2 separate regions of the Sus scrofa genome follow, and region 2 is linked to region 1. A link is a contact called in public HiChIP or PLAC-seq data. All regions are on one chromosome and are shown on one strand. Each heading gives the region's core, a stretch centred on a gene start, on an enhancer-like site or on the middle of the called end of the contact. The rest is flanking DNA. Distances are from core to core; before and after follow the strand shown.

Region 1 (5,012 bases), core at 2,191-4,690:
TGGTTCCAGAGGCTTATTGGAGCTGGTTGGTGGCTGGCTTTCTGCTTCCACCTTGGACAGTAGGATTCTGTGAATTCAGCCCCCAAGTCGCCCCTTCACAACTGCAGCAGGGCAGGAACCCACCTTCCCACCTGTTTTCTAAGGTCAGCAAAACTCCTGTAAAATAAGCAGTGAATTTCACGAGCGAAGTCATCGCTTCAATCAGTTTTGCAATCTGTCATTCTTGTTTTTTGTCTATGTGTCTTTTGTGTTTTTAGGGCTGCACCCGCAGCATGTGGAGGTTCCCAGGCTAGGGGTCGAATAGGAGCTACAGCTGCTGGCCTATACCACAGCCACAGCAATGCCAGATCTGAGCTGCATTTGCTACCTATACCACAGCTCATGGCAACGCTGGATCCTTAACCCACTGAGCGAGGCCAGGGATTGAACCTGCAATGGTTCCTAGATGGGGATTCATTTCTGCTGTGCCACGGCGGGAACTCCCAATCTGTCACTATTGATGTGGTTTGATGCCTACACTGTCCTGTTCTCGAGAACTCTAAAATGTCTTCTTCCCTGGGTCTAAACTGAGCTCAGTCACCTTAGGTCTATGGAGAAACTACTTTTCCTATTAGCTCCTAGCTTGACATGGTTTATAATCCAGTAGAGAATTGGAGTTCCCATTGTGGCTCGGCAGTAATGAATCCGACTAGTACCAATGAGGATAAGAGTTTGATTCCTGGCCTCACTCCATGGGTTAAAGGATCCAGCATTGCCATTAGCTGTGGTGTAAGTCACAGACGCGGCTTGGGTCTGGTGTTGCTGTGGCTGTGGCTGTGGCCGGCAGCTATAGCTCCAATTCTACCCCTAGCCTGGGATCTTCCATATGTCATGAGTGTCGCCCTAAAAAGACAGGAAAAAAAAAAACAACAAAAAACCTGGTAGGGAAGATCTCAGGTTCCAGAGGTAGGGTGCCTGGGTTTGAATCCTCATTCTACTACTTTCTAGCACTATGACTGTAGCAGGTTTCCTTAATTCTTCTGTGCCTCATTTTCCTTATCTGCAAAATGAGAATATAATATACAGGGTTCCTTAAGGCTTGTTGAGGATTAGGTAAATTGATTTATGTAAACTGCTTAGCATAGTGCCTGGCACATTGTTGTTATTGACTGTGAGTTCCTCCCCAAACTTAACTCAGTCCTTCGTATTCAATAAATAATTAAAAGCACACATCTAAGCTGTTTTCCCCTTTCCCCCCCCCGGATGATCATCGTGGATCACCCCCTACCTAATTTTCTATGTTCTTCTCACCAAAGAGGACTTTTAAGGGAGATCTGCAGCAAGTCTTTGTCCAAGTCTCAATAGGATATACCACCTACTGGCCTCAATCCATATAGGCACAGAGCTTAAATCACATAATTCACAGCATACACATTCTGGTCATTATTAGGGACAAGAGTGAACTTCCTCTTCTCTTGGGAAGTTAGACCAATGCTCCATTTTCTAGTTTCTCCCCAGAGGCTTCTTCATTTTTGACAACCTCCAGAGAGCAGCAGAAGTTGCCGTACTTGATGTTCAAATGGAACTCCGTGAGTGGAGGAGAGGATGTAAAGTCACTCTGAGAATGGGGTGCTGCTTCTGCAGTCCCCAGAGCAAAAGATTTTTTCCCTTGCCTTACCAGCCAGCTAACTATCCTGGTGAGAACTTTATCTCCCCCTCTCTCCAGGGAGATGGTAAAACTGGGACCCTGGGCACCAAAAGTTAATGTACAGTCCCAGCTAGAGGCAGGAGAGTCGAGTGGAAGTGTAAGAGAGGCTGGCCACATGCCATCATTTATCTGGGATTAAATAAGCTCGACCAGCGAAAGCGCTTAAACCAGTGCACGAAGCTGAGGACCACTTCATCCTCATCCTTATTTGCTAGTAAAGGAGCCAATTAGTGTTAATTGTGTTAGCAATTTGGAACAGCCACCAGGGAATTGATCCAAGGCAGTGTGGAATGACCTCTCTGTCCCGTCCTAGTCCCAGCTATTACTCATAGTCCGATGGGGAATCAGAGAGCTAGTAAATATCTTTGGTTCAGAGAAAGTAAATAGGCGCTCTGCTTCTCACACATTCACAGGGTCCTGGGTGTCAGCTTTTAATAGCGTACAGGCAGTGACCTGACAACACACTTTTGCCTTTGAGAGAGACGCAGATGTGGAGGGATCAGGACTGGACTGAAGGAATACATTTTAACATTGGTGTTCATGGTCTCCCCACCCCCCAACCGTCAACCTGCCAAGACCACCTTGTTTTTGAAAGCTCAGTCTCCTACCCCTCCCGGGCCCCAACTGAAGCTGTTAAAGCCAATCTAGTTAATAAAGGGAGCCAGGAAGTGAGGGTATGGGGAACTTGGGAGCTAGTGAAAGCTCTGGAGGGAAACGGATAGAAGATAAAAGATGAGGGAAGAAAAACATATATGAGATTTACTGTTGGAATTATACATTTGATCACCTTTAACGTCCTTGGAGAGTCGCTAGTAAGGGTGAAATTTTAATTTTATTATTTACTTATTTATTTCGCCCAACAGACCGGATTGTCTTTAACCATGACGTGACTCACTGGACAATGCCACCACTGCTTCATCAGGGTTATACAAGTGACAGAAATAGGGCGCAGGCACTTTGACAGTCATCTAGCTATAGAATTGTTCAGAGACAGGGTGGGAGGAAGGAAAATGACCTCCCTGCTTGGGTCCTCACCCACCCAACGACTGGAATGCGTGTTTGGGCTGGTTTCTCCGCCCTTGAACACACAAATCCTAGTTTCCCAATTCCTCTCTATTCGGTGACAATTAGATTGGTTGTACTGGGTGAGCTGGGTTTTGTAAGAGGTAGGAATTTTACTGAAGAATTCCCCTGTCTCTACCGACTTGGGTACAGTTGCTTCAATACTGTAGCTATTCCTGCCTTTGGGGCCTCAAGGGCTAAAATGGGACAGTGCTAATATTTTTGGTGATGAGGAAATATTTTGTTTTAAGGAGGCTGAGTGATTGCTGAACTGGGACAGAGGTCATAGTCGGGGTCACATTAGCGGTTCCAGGGGGATCGAGGGCAGGCTTTGGGTCGGGCAAAAGCACCCCCTCAACTCGGGCAATGCTGCGGCGGCTTGGAACCCGCTGGCACACTTGCGGTGCCCACTGTCTCCTCCCGGGAGGGGGGCACCCGGGAGCCGGCGCCGGAGGAACCCGGCCCACGCGGGAAGGTCGAGCTCGCCGGTGAGGTCACGGTTGCCATGGCTCTGGGCAGTGACGCGCGTCGGCACGTGACCAACGGTTGCCATGGCGCCGGGCCCAGGCGGCGCGGGCGCTCCGCCTCCCGGAGTGACGTCCGCCGCTCCCCCTCCTTTTCCCGCCCCCCTGCTCCCTCCACCCCCCTCGCCGGCTACCCGCGGCCCCGGAGGTTTCACTGCACAACAAGATGGCGGCGGCGGCGGCGAGCGGAGCTGGCGGGGCTGCCGGGGCCGGAGCTGGGGGAGCCGGGCCAGCAGGTCGCCTGCTGCCTCCGCCCGCCCCGGGGCCCCCGGCCGCCCCCGCTGCAGTGCCCCCGGCGGCTGGCCCGCCGCGTCCTCCAGCCCCGGCCTCCCGCGGGCCGGTGCCTGCCCGCATCGGCTACTACGAGATCGACCGCACCATCGGCAAGGGCAACTTCGCTGTGGTCAAGAGGGCCACGCACCTCGTCACCAAGGCCAAGGTAGTGGCGCTGGGGGGACCGGGCGGCGGGGAAGCTGCGCGGCCCGGGACCGTCCAAGTGTGGCGGGGGCAGGAGAGCCCCGCGACACGGAGGCTGAGGGGTCGGCGCGGCGAGCGGGGCTCTGGAAATTGGAGAGCGTTGGGGACCGGGAAAACGGGTAGGGGGCTGCCGGGCGGGAGTGAGGAGAGGGCGAGCAGAAGGTGGGGGACACCGGGGTACCCAGGAGAGGGTAACTGCACGGCAAGGGGACGCAGGGAGCCAGTGATCACGGGGACCTGGGGAACTAGGGAGCCGGGGTTGGGGAGGGGGCTCCGAGAGCTGTACGGAGGATAGTAGAAGGGATGATTGGAAGGAAGAGGTTTGGAACTCTCCCGGAGCCTGGAGACAGTAAGCTAAGAAGACTCTGGAACCAGCAATTAGGAAATCCTAAGGGAATGAAGGCAGGGGAATAGGAAATGTGGACCAAGAGATGGGGGAAAACAAGGGTAAAACTGGCAGACGTGGGATGACGAGGGGGACCCACGATGGCTGGGACATATACTGGGGGTATGTGGTGGGCGCAGGGGGGGGGCGCTGGGAGATATGAGGGACCTGGTACCTTATGACAGAGGCAACAGTCAGCATTTGGTCGTCCAAGACTGATAGGTGGTGGGAATGAGGGTCTGAGGACAGATAAGATTATTGGAGGAGGAGATGAAAAAAACTGGGAAATAAGGAGGAAAAAATTACTTTGCTTTTCCACAGGAAGGGGATCAGGGAACAGAGGCGGTGGTGGCGGTGTGTCCTAGGTTTATGGTGGCACTAGGTATTTAGGGGTTAAACAATTTGGGAACGCTGGATTGCTGGTTATATTTAGTTGTTGGAGGGTCCCGGATTGTGAGCTTTATAGAACCCAGGGAGGGCTCTGAGTGATGAGGGGAAAGGCTGGTGACTGAGGAGGTGTATGAGGAACCCACTCATTGGGCCCTTTGGTTCCCAAGGGATTTGTGGGGCTGTAGTGGTGAAGTTGGCCAAGGTCAATTAGGAAGCCATATCCATACCCATAGAAAATTCATTTTTGGAGGAAATATCTTTAGCACTTTTCTGTGGTCTTCATTGGGAGTATTGGAATCATCAGGAGGAATTGTTTGGTTTTAGGACGCACAAAGCCCATTTGTACTCCAAATCTCTTCCTTCGCTTCACCTCTCACTTGAATGAATACTTTCAGTGTAGTCATTCATTATATTTTAAAACTGCAATTTGTGTTTCCCTCAACCTGAGTAGGGAAGAACCCGGAGAGCTCCTTCTTCCTATCAAAGC
Region 2 (4,824 bases), core at 2,086-4,585, 41 kb before region 1:
TCCAAAACCTACTACTCTTGAACAAAGGGCATTAGGCTCTATATAGAAATGACTATATGAGACAATGATAAATTCTAATTCACTAAGTCAATTAACTTCTATCTCCTATTCCATTAACCAAGTTTAAAGGCATTCTGATACCCTGAGCAAAATACTTTCACCTTGGTCCTAAATTTCATGAGCACAATGAAAAAGCTATATGGACAGGGAAACTGAAGAACAAAATTTCACTTATCTGAAGTTACCAGGCAGGTAAATCTGACAGAATTTTGTTCAATATTCCCAATTAGATTGTCTTTTTTTTTTTTCTTCATTAACTAGAATACAAGGTCATCCTCCTTCCTCCTAAGTGCAAAGTATCTGAGCAAAAATTTGTTTCTCTGTGCCTTCGGACACTTGGATTTTGTGTTATTTTACCAAATCAAAATCTTACAATACAAAGTGGCTTTCAGTTCTAACCTATGCCTATGGCTTGGTAACATTTTTAAAAATCGAGTAAAGAAAAATTGAGGGGCAAGCCCAAGCAATTTATTCTTTCTTTCTTTTTTTACTATCAAATGAATTTATCACATCTGTAGCTGTATAATGGTCATAACAATTTGATTTCACAGGATTTCCATCCCACAGCGCAGACACATCCCCCCACCCCCCAAAGCAATTTATTCTTTAACAACCAAGGTGGGAACCGTGCATTTAGGGGATTCAAATAATTTGGGAGGTAGATAAAATAAGTGGTTGTACTTTTTTTTTTTAATGATTTTTTTTTCCCATTATAGCTGGTTTACAGTGTTGGTTGTACTTTTTACCAAAAAAAAAAAAAAAAAAAAAAAAAAAAAAAAAAAAAGAATGAATCAGGAGGCATCCAGAGAACAGCCTGTGGTAGGTCACAAAAATCTTGGGGGTTTCCTGCCTCAGGTAAAAAGCAATATTGTCACACACACGTATTCAGAATGTTCAAATTGTAATTCGTGACAACAGAAAAAGTAGCAACAGGGAGGGATTTGATGCCCATCTCACTTTACTGATTCAGAGTAAACCCCCCACCCCCCCGCAAGTCATTAACTTCGAGGTCACAAACAGCAGGTTCAGTTAGAAAAGCCCAGCAGAAAGGAGATAAGGGTCCCCAAAATTAATTTAACAGAAGAGATGCTATTCAAGGAAGCTTTAACTGTCCATTTAAATGAATTTTCTGGGAAGATGAGGAGCAAGCAACTTGCACAGCATTTCCCAATTTTCCTGCATTTTCTGTCTTTTCTAACTTAACTAGAACTATGACCACAGAAGACCAAAATTTTCAGATGCTTATACCAACCAGTGTGGTGTATGTAGTGTGTCTTATCAAAAATCCTCGATAACAACAAAGAATTATAAAATCCTCAAGCTGAGCTGGATGTTTCTTCAGTTTAACGAGGGAAAGGATGGAGGGGGAAGTTCACTAAGAATTAAAAGATTCAGAACGTTTCCACTCTGACCTAAGACTCTTACGTTGCTTCAGGAGGTGGAAGGGTTATTCTGAAAGCAAACGCAGCCCTCGTCCGGAATACCCTGCCTCAGTGGGCTGGTGGATGGGTCCCTGGGTTCCAGCACATCCATAATTTATTATCAAATGCCCAAGCCAATACATTAAAGCACAATAATTTCCTCCTCTCCTGCTCCCCCACAAGGAGGCAACCTTTCTATCAGAACAATGTGCCCAAGAGAACAATCTAAAGACACAAGGCATATCTAAGGCAAAGGCATATTCAAATGATCTCGGGGTACAATCTTCTCTCTACACCTTTACCTCTCCCCCACCCCCTTTAAAGCTGTACAAAATGAGGCCCTGGGCGAGGGCGTGGGGATGGGGTCCAGGCAGTCTTCTCCTTCTCCGTGGGTAAGCTCTAAAGAGGCCAAAGCTCCATGTGTTTGGTTTTCTTAAGGTTTGCATATAAATTACGAAAAGCAACGCTGGCCTGGGAGCTACAGAAAGCAGAATAATGAGTCACCGTGCAACGGTACATCACAAACCTGTAGGTCAGAAGGTCCTGAACTGCCAAATGGACAGGGACCAGGTAAAAAACACCTAAGAAAACTTGTTCACTGGCAGGTTTAACTAGTGGGTTGACCTTGGGCAAATCAGCGGCCAGGCGGGCCTCGTCTCTAAAACGAGGTGCTGGACGGGGCAGCCCTCTATGAAATGAGTTGTGACAGCCCACGGATTTTTGAACATATTAGAAGAAGAAACGGTGAAGTTTCTGGAGAGTTGCACATTTCAACAAAAGGGGTGGGAAAAAGCGCTCTGTCAAAAGACAACAGGGTAACCCGACTGGCCCTCGCTAACAGTCTCTCAAACAGAAGAAGGGTCTGAGGAAGGGTCAGAGGTTCAACCTCAGGGACGGAGGGGCAGGCAGCAGCCGAGACCTGAGGCAGAAATGGGGCTGGCAGCAGCGAGCATCGCGCCAGGGGCGCAAGGGATGCAGGGCGGCCTACTCCGGGGGGGCGGGCAGAGCCAGGCGGGGCGGCGCGCCCCGCCACGGTGCTCCACCGCGGGAAGAAACCAGGAGGCAGAGAGGCTGGGAGGCGGGGCGGCCGTGCGGGCGGCAGGTTTGGGGGTGGGGCGCTGGGGAAAGGCTCCGAGGGGGCGGCAAGCGGCCTCGAGGGGTGGAGGTAGCGCCGGCGGCCGGGAAACCGACACCAGGCCAGTCGAGAAGGCGCGCGCGAGCCCTACCCCAGGGTCGGGGGGAGGGGGTGGCGCCGGGGGGGGAGGGGTCCCCTCGGGGTGGGGGAGGGGAGGTCGCGGGCCTCTCACAATAACAAATCGCAGCCCCTTCCAACCCCCACCTCTAAGCCACCGTATCCCCGCGCCCTGGGATGCACTCACTCAGGCAGAGGGTCCGTGCGGGCCCCAAGCGGCTGCGGCGTCGGCGGGTGGCGCGTCTGTCGCTCGCTTAGCCCCGGCGGCCCCAATCCGGCGCGTCCCTCCTCGGGCCCCAGCACCCGCAGCAGCACCCCCACTTCCGGTTTCCCTGCCACTCAGGCAAATGGCTTCCGGAAGTCCCGCCCCATCCTCCCCGGCCTCGGCTTGGCTCCCGGTTCCCCACTTTCCCTCTCGGCGGGTGCCCGCTTCGGGCGCCCAGGTGTCCGCCTACGGCCCCGCGAGGTTCCCCGCTTTGTTCTCGATCCTGCCCTCGTTTTGCATGTAGCCTGCGCAAATTGCCTTTAAATTTTTTCTTCCGGCTGTATGCCTCAATCCCGCGTTCATGTCACCGCGATGTGGAGATGTCTTTCGGGACAATGTGGCGTGACCTCACCCTGACGCCATTCCCTTCCCACCCCGCCAACCTGGCTTCCTTCTCCACCCCATGGAATAAACCAGATTGCTGCCGGGGGAGGGAAATAGGGTCCCAAGATTAATGAGGCAGTCCTTTGCATTTATGGGTGGAACTTCTGTTTCTATGATGCATGTATGGATTTTGGGAGATCGTCTCTTACGGTGATACTATTGGGGATGGAGAGTCACAGTGTTTTCTTTAGAGAGCCATCCAATTTCGGGGGAAATACATATTTATATACACACAGTCAATATTGAAAAGATGATATGCTAAATGCTGTATAAATACGGGATCTAACAATAGAGAGAAGGGGCAAAAGATGTACGCAGGCTGTGGTTAGCAAAATATTTGGTGGAGCAGCGCCCTGAGCTGGCCCTTTAAGGATTCATTCAGACCCATGTGGGGGAATGGAAGAGCCTTCCAAAGCTCTGAAAATAATCAGCGGGTTTGGTTTTGCAGACAAAATCCGTTGAGAATTACCGTGAAAACCTGGAAGCCTGAAGTTTCAAGATATATCAAATTATTTTTCAGATCCTTTGTACTGTCAAATGGTACTAAATTTATCAGGCATATATATAATCCAGAATAATTTGTTCTATAAAACGCTAGTTTACCTCGGAATTCTCTTGCAGATGTTCATTTGATAAGTGACACACCAGTAGGTAAATGTTGCTTTAAATGTTTTATTGAGAAGAATTTGTGTTTGGGGAACTCAAATGATGGTGTAAAAAGCAGCCTAGAATTATATCGATAACAAAAGAGACAGTTTGAATTCTCCAGTGATAAATCCATAGAATCCTGAACTTAGTTTTAGCACTCAACACATTTTAATGTAATTACAACTTTACTACACTGTCTTCTCTGATATCCTATAAGCTCTGAGGGAGCAGAGACCTTATTCTGTGGATTCTCGTCACCAGGCATGGTGCCTGATGCATAGTAGCCACGCATTAAATACTTCTCAATAAGGAATGAATGAATTTATGCCTCTGTTGATCCCTTGGACTATCTTTTACTTTCTTGTTTTCAACTTTTTAACCAAGAAACAGAAAGAAAATGTGCCCAGGAAACACTAGAGCTGGTTAAACTAGCCTCTGCAAATATTTGAATACCTCTATGACTCAGGCAGTTTTTAGTGTTTCGGCAAAATCTCAATGGCACCGAACCCTGAAATTTGATAAGGGGTTGTCTCCTACTACGTCTCTTTTAGCTTTCTAAATAATTCATTTTAAAAAAAATGCAAGTAGTAGGAGTTCCCATCGTGGTTCCTTGGGTTAAGGACCTGACTTTGTTCCATCCCTGGTCTTGCTCAGTGGTTAAGGATCTGACATTGCCACAAGCTGTGGCTAGGTCACAGATTTGGCTTAGATCCTGTGTTGCCGTGGCCATGGCATAGGCCTCAGCTGCAGCTCGGATTCCATCCCTAGCATGGGAACTTCCATGTGCCACAGGTGCAGCTGTAAAAAAAAAAAAAAAAAAAAAAATGCAAGTGGTAAATTGGAAAGGACCCTAA

The links. HiChIP or PLAC-seq counts read pairs in DNA pulled down with a chosen protein or histone mark.
Region 2: a contact with region 1 is called in an H3K27ac HiChIP or PLAC-seq map of alveolar macrophages. The contact joins the promoter of PAFAH1B2 here to the promoter of SIK3 in region 1. A contact is called at or near these places in 2 of 47 Hi-C or Micro-C datasets (alveolar macrophages and embryonic fibroblasts) and 1 of 2 datasets of contacts at active chromatin or transcription factors (alveolar macrophages).

What each region holds. Positions count from the first base shown.
Region 1 is chr9:44,470,117-44,475,128 of Sscrofa11.1, reverse strand. It overlaps SIK3 (serine/threonine-protein kinase SIK3), which reads left to right and starts at 3,440. Exons shown (of 25, transcript XM_021062877.1): 1 at 3,440-3,712. The coding sequence starts at 3,440.
Region 2 is chr9:44,511,625-44,516,448 of Sscrofa11.1, reverse strand. PAFAH1B2 (platelet-activating factor acetylhydrolase IB subunit beta) reads right to left here and starts at 3,335. Exons shown (of 6, transcript XM_021062879.1): 1 at 2,861-3,335.